Regions from separate parts of the Mus musculus genome. Here region 1 is linked to region 2. A link is a contact called in public HiCAR-type data. All regions are on one chromosome and are shown on one strand. The core of a region is the stretch at or near the end of the contact, and the rest is flanking DNA. Distances in the headings are between cores, read along the strand shown. Region 1 holds the start of Dll1 (delta like canonical Notch ligand 1). Region 2 holds the start of Tcte2 (t-complex-associated testis expressed 2).

The links. HiCAR-type assays count read pairs that join an accessible place to other places.
Region 1: a contact with region 2 is called in a HiCAR-type map of astrocytes, with 4 times the contacts expected there. The contact joins the promoter of Dll1 here to the promoter of Tcte2 in region 2. A contact is called at or near these places in 2 of 115 datasets of contacts at active chromatin or transcription factors (astrocytes and pancreatic cancer cells).

Annotation. Positions count from the first base shown.
Region 1 is chr17:15,374,472-15,377,171 of GRCm38.p6, forward strand. Dll1 (delta like canonical Notch ligand 1) reads right to left here and starts at 1,352. Exons shown (of 11, transcript NM_007865.3): 1 at 716-1,352; 2 at 195-488. The coding sequence starts at 769.
Region 2 is chr17:13,759,872-13,762,835 of GRCm38.p6, forward strand. It overlaps Tcte2 (t-complex-associated testis expressed 2), which reads right to left and starts at 1,532. Exons shown (of 3, transcript NM_022311.3): 1 at 1,415-1,532. It overlaps Afdn (afadin, adherens junction formation factor), which reads left to right and starts at 670. Exons shown (of 33, transcript NM_010806.1): 1 at 670-907. The coding sequence starts at 803.

The sequences.
Region 1 (2,700 bases), core at 102-2,601, 1.6 Mb after region 2:
GCAAAAGCCTCTGGGGTTCCACACCCCCTCCTCAACTGCCAGTCAGTTCCCAGTAAGAAGTCAAGACCTCAGGCGTGTCTTTGTGGGATTCCCCAACCCTTATCAGTGGCCCTTGCCTTCTTCCCACTGCCAACCACCAACCAGCCACCCCTACCCCTCCAGACCCAGCCGAGTGCGCGCAGGTGCCCACTCACTGGCCAGGTGAAGCCGAAGGGGAATCGGATGGGGTTGCTGAAGGCGGGGTCGATGCCTGCGCCATCAGGCAGGCTGAAGGAGTCGACACCCAGCACTGGCGTGACAGCACTGCCGTAGGTGCAGGGTGGCTCCGGTGACACGCTGGCCTGGTAGTGCTTGAGGCATACGCGAAAGAAGGTCCTGCAGGCGCAAGGCGGGCCAGAGCCCCCGCGGCAGCAGTTGCGGTTCCCCAGCAGCCCCTTCTTGTTGACGAACTCCTGCAGCTTCAGCTCAAATACGCCGGAGCTCCAGACCTGCGCGGGGAAGGGGCGTGAGGTCGCGCCGGCGGCGGAGGGACCCGGGGGCGCGCGGGCCCTTGCTAGGACGCAGAGGCCGAGCGCACCTCAGCGCCCATCCGGAGCTGCCCGCTGCCGGGCAGCTCTCGGGGTCGTCGCTGCCGGAGTCACTTGGGGATGGACAGCTGATCGGCTGGTCCGACTCCCCTCCCTCCACCGCGCAGCAGCCCCGCCCGGCCCCCTACCTGGCACAGCAGGGCAGAGACCACGGCAAGGGCTAGCGCGCTCCGACGGCCCATGGTACCGCTGGACGCCCTTGCTCTCCTAGAGTATCCTCTTTTCTTTCTTCTTCAAAGACCCAGGGATGCCAGGAAAGTCTATATGACCCGAGGAGTACTGGCGGAAAGGCGTCTCTCGGCTCCAGGTGTGCTATCAGGGCCAGGTCGCTTCAGGAGGGTGCGGTGCCTTCAGCTAGGTCCCCGGCAAGAGCTCTACGAGGCACTGAGAAAGGACAACTTTCGGTTTCCTCTTCGTCTGGCTTTCAGTCCACGGAGAGGTGAGTGTCTCCTGCTTTCTGGTTTTGTCTTAAGCTTCTTCGCGGAGGGAAAGAGGAGAAAGGAGATAAGACACAGAGGGAAGAGAGCCCAGATGTTCAGCTTAATTCCCAAGAGAGCTTGCAGTGGCTTCCTTCGCAGGCCTATTAGGAAGCGGCGGTCTGGAAATCCCACCGGTGAGGCGATAATCCGGGGCCCCGAGGGGCGCGGTGGGAACGGTGGTGGCAAGGACTGCGGCGCGCGCCCTGGTTTCCCGGCCCGGCGTCACTCGGCAGCCGCTGCCGCTCCCAGAGTGTTCTAGACCGGTATCTCTTGCACTATCGCCAAGCCTCGCGTCTTCCTCAAGAATTCAGCCAATGCCATGCGAGAACACACACCGAGGACCGGAGGCCGAAGCGTGGGAGGCTCCGTGCCGCACCGGTGCTCTCCCGTGACCTGCCCTGGTCAGACAGGGTAACCGCGGGTGCACGCCGGAGGATCTGGCCCGGGCTGGCGCCTGCCACCCTTAAATCCTGCCGGCCGCTCGCATAACTAATGAGATGCAAATGAGCAGCCCCCCAATCTGGCGAGAGCTGTCACAAAGGAGCCACTTTTCCAAACCCTCCTCTCAATGGATCGCCAAATGGTCAGTGAGCTGTAAAATGTGCAACCCTCCTCCCCGCCCCCCACCTCCCCGCCCCCTAGTCCTCTCTGCCTCCGCCCTCGCCCCTTCGCCTCCCTCCCCCAGCGCAAAACCCGCTCATTTACATTCCTGCAAAACGTTCCCGGAGACGAACCGCTCTGCTCCCGGAGCTGGAGCTGAGGCCGCGTCGCCCACCGCCCCACCGCCACAGGCCCGAAGACCCTAGGCACGCTGGGCGGCCTGAGCCTCCCACTCGCGGTCACCGCTAGACTCGCTCGCAGGACGCGGCCTCCGGACCTTGGCGTTTCCAACACTAGCCGCCTAGGCTCTCCTCGTTTGTTCAGTCCTAGGGACTGAGGAACCGGGGAGAGGTTAGAGGCCCGCGTCCCTGCTGCTGCCCCTCCTCCCTGGCAGCCTCTTTCTAAGGAGGAGTCTCCCGGAGGGGGCGGGGGCGGGGTGCCCGGTAGGAAAGGGACCCTTGAAGAGGTGGGCAAAGGGTGGCAAGAGCACCCCGGCAGTTTGGGAAGTTTGGGGAGGTTAGGCACGCTTATACCTCTGGTGAAGCCTGGCGATTGAGCCTCGGAGAGTGCCGATGGGCTAGCGATCCGGGCCGGACACCCCCAGACACCGCAGTGTCCCGGAGCGCTGCTGTCTCCGTGTTGTCCACGATCACTGGAAATGGGGAATTGGGGTCCGGATAGTGTATTCCCTGAGCCAGCAGAGCCAAAAGCTAAGCTTACCCCTTTCCCGGTGTACACACCCTCTCCCGGGAGATTTTCAACCAACACCACCTTCACTGGTGTCCGGTCCCACTCTCCTGGGTATTCCCCTCAGGCCTCCCTCTGCTTGGTAAAAAGTGAGTTTGGTGTGTGTCGTTCGCGTGGCTGTCATTAAGGCAGTCTGTTATTGTGCGAGGCTGAATCAGTGGCTCTTTGTGCGCTCAGCTGTATGGTAATGCAGACAGCACCTGCTCTCTGCACAATGCGGAGAGAAAGAGCTCCCCTCCGCGCACGCCGCGGCCTCTGCGACAATGTCCGGCACATGTTTGAAAGAC
Region 2 (2,964 bases), core at 282-2,781:
TTCACCGGGAGGCTTTAAAAGATTAACAAAACTCACGCTAGTGTCTCTCTCTCCCCGTTCTAACTCAGATTCGTTGTTTTCCCCGAGGTGGCATGCGCTCCGCGGAGACACAAAGGGCGCCGCCGCTCCCTGGCCGGGGTTGAGGAATGCGGGGGATCCAAAAGGCACCCTGAGCCGGAGGAGGGCTCGGAAAACATTTGCACTGACGCTCACACACAACCATAATAATTTATCTTTCCTCCGGAGAAAGGTCAGCTGGGATTTGACCCCAGCAGCCAGCGCAGCCCAGGCGTCAGGGCCGCGGCGGGATGGCCGGCCAGTTCCGCCGGCCGCGCAGCCCACGCCCACCTGTCCATCCCGCTCTGCAGCTCCGGGTCGCCCCGCCCGTCAGGGCGCCGCCCCTCTGCTCGCCAGCTCGTCCGCCACCCCTGAGCCTGCCCAGGGCGGACCGAGCGCGGCCGCAGGACCGAGCGGCTCCGGTGAGGACTCACGCCTCCGGCACAGAGCGAGTGCGGCCCGCTGACACCCGACGCGCCCCTGCACGCACGCACGCGCGCGCGACCACGCGGCAGCACCTAGCGGCGCGGCGCGCGCTCGCGGGGACGCGCACGGCGGGCGGGCGCGCACGGCGGCGGGAGGGCGGGGGGCGGCGCTCGGCGCACCGGCCGCGGCTGAGGCGGGCTGAAGCGGCGCGGGCCGGACGCGGGCCGAGCCCGGCGGAGGACGCGCGGCGGCGGCGGCGGCGGTGAGGCGGCCTGCGGTGTTCCGGCCCGGCTGGCCCTGGGGAGGAGCGGCCGCGATCATGTCGGCGGGCGGCCGCGACGAAGAGCGGCGGAAGCTGGCCGACATCATTCACCACTGGAACGCCAACCGGCTGGACCTGTTCGAGATCAGCCAGCCGACCGAGGTGAGCGCCGCCGCCGCCGCCGGGGTGCGAGGGGAGGGGGCCCGCGCGCGGGCCGGCGACGCGGAGGCCGCGGGAGGCAGAGCGCGGTGGGGTCCCGCGGCCGCCCCTCCCCCGCTGGCCTGCCCGCCCGCCCGTCCGCCCGCGGACCCGCCCTCGCCCGCGGCCCTGTCCCCTCGGCCTCCGCCCACCGTACTGGCCAGCGGGGTCCCTAGGGGCGCTCGTCCTTGTCGCCTCCTGCGGTGCCCCGCCGCCCGGGCGGGGTCCAGGGCGGCTTGGTGGCCGGCGCAGAGGGCGGGCCGGCCACCTGCGCGCGGAGACACACCTGGACGTGCACTTGTGTCCCCGGGACTCCGCCTGGCCACCCACGTGGGTCCTCAGACCCCACCTGTGTCACCCGCATCCTTTCCAGGCGCGCACTTGTGTCCTCAGGCCCCGCTTGCGCCCACAGGACTGCACCTGGCCGCCCACCTGTGCGGCACGACCCACCTGTGCCCTCCCGGCCCTTACCTGCCAGCGCACCGGTCCCCGTCGCGGCCCACGCAGGCCGCGGGCCTTCCCCTGCGGGATGCGCTCCTCGCCGCCGGTTTCTTTGATGGCGTCTTCGAACCGTCGGGACGCGGATCTCGGCCCCTCCGAGGCCACGTGACCGGCCGATGCCCGCGGCGGTGTGAGCCCCGTGCGCCCCACGGCGCGCGTGCGTTCTAGCCCGGCGGGGTCCGGTGGCGCGCAGCGGGCAGACAGATAAACCCCTGCTCCAGCCCCGTGCGCTGGCGGTACGCAGCGGGGCTGCGGGAAGCGTTCTGGACGATCTTGGGGGTGGGGTGAGGGCCGGTATCCAGCCAGCCGGTTGGTACCGGGGAGACTGTCGGAGGAGTTCCGTGGCCGGCGGGAAGCCTCGGGGAAGCCTCCGTTAGACAGCGGGCCAAAGGGCGTTTGGTTAAGTTGTGGCTGGGCAGACCTGTTCCACGCGACCCCACACTATACCCAGGACTTGTGCCGGATTTGGAAATAGCTCTGGCTTTGAAACCTAAGAGGTGCTTGCTGAAACACAGCAGCCAGCGCTTAGCCGCGAACACAGATTTGGTAGATCTGAGCAGTCTTCTCAGATTGACTTAATTTTGCCGGTGGAGGAAGGCAGGTTTTCCTCTCCTTCCCTCTCACCTTCTTGTGAGCACACTTGACCTAGTTAGAGCCCTTTCTCTCGATCCCTATTTGACAAGCTAAGGTAAATTATTAGGTTCAGGTGGCCAATTTGAACACCGGTGGATGTTAAGTTACTCCTGATTCATAATTCATCTTCTGTAACGATTTTACGAGTTGTATTTTAGTAAGCAAATTTACTGTGTAGTTAGTGTTCGTTCATAGCCTTACAAGCGACTCTTTAGAAAGGAGCCCTGAATCAATATAGTTTCAGTATTATTTTGTCTTTCAGAATAATTAGCTTGATTTTTTTTTTTTTAAATGGCAGGATAAACTTTGCAAGTAAAATATTGCTAGTCAAGTGAATTCCCTTGTTCCTCCCCCTCCCCCAGAGTTCTTATCTGATTAAGAAAAGATGTGTTTTCTGTTGAGAAGTAACAGCTTAGTGTTTTAGTCTTAAATTGAGGAGTTAGCTTTAAAACATTTTAAATTAAATATTTTAGATTTAACTGGATTCTATTCTATAAGCATTCACTTGAAACTTTATCATTTTGGAGAGATGAACAGTAAAGTTGCATGTTTTGTGGAATGTTCCCCCCCCCCCCCCCCAGTTTTCTGCAGGTAAAGAGTTGTGTAGACAATGAAAAAAATTACAGGACTTAAATGAAATTATCTTTTTCATTACCCTCTCTTACATCTGAACATTTCTATTTTTAGAAACAACTTGTAATTGAAAGCCTTTCATAATGAAATTAATTTGTTTTCAAAATGTAATGGCTAGCTCACATTTTCTATTTTGTTGTTTTAGAGAATCTTTGAGTACTATTAAAATTATTCTGTTCAATTTGAAGCTGTTTTTTATTAGCACACTATATCATATAAGTAAGCTGAGTTCTATGAGTAGTGTAAGACCAGTG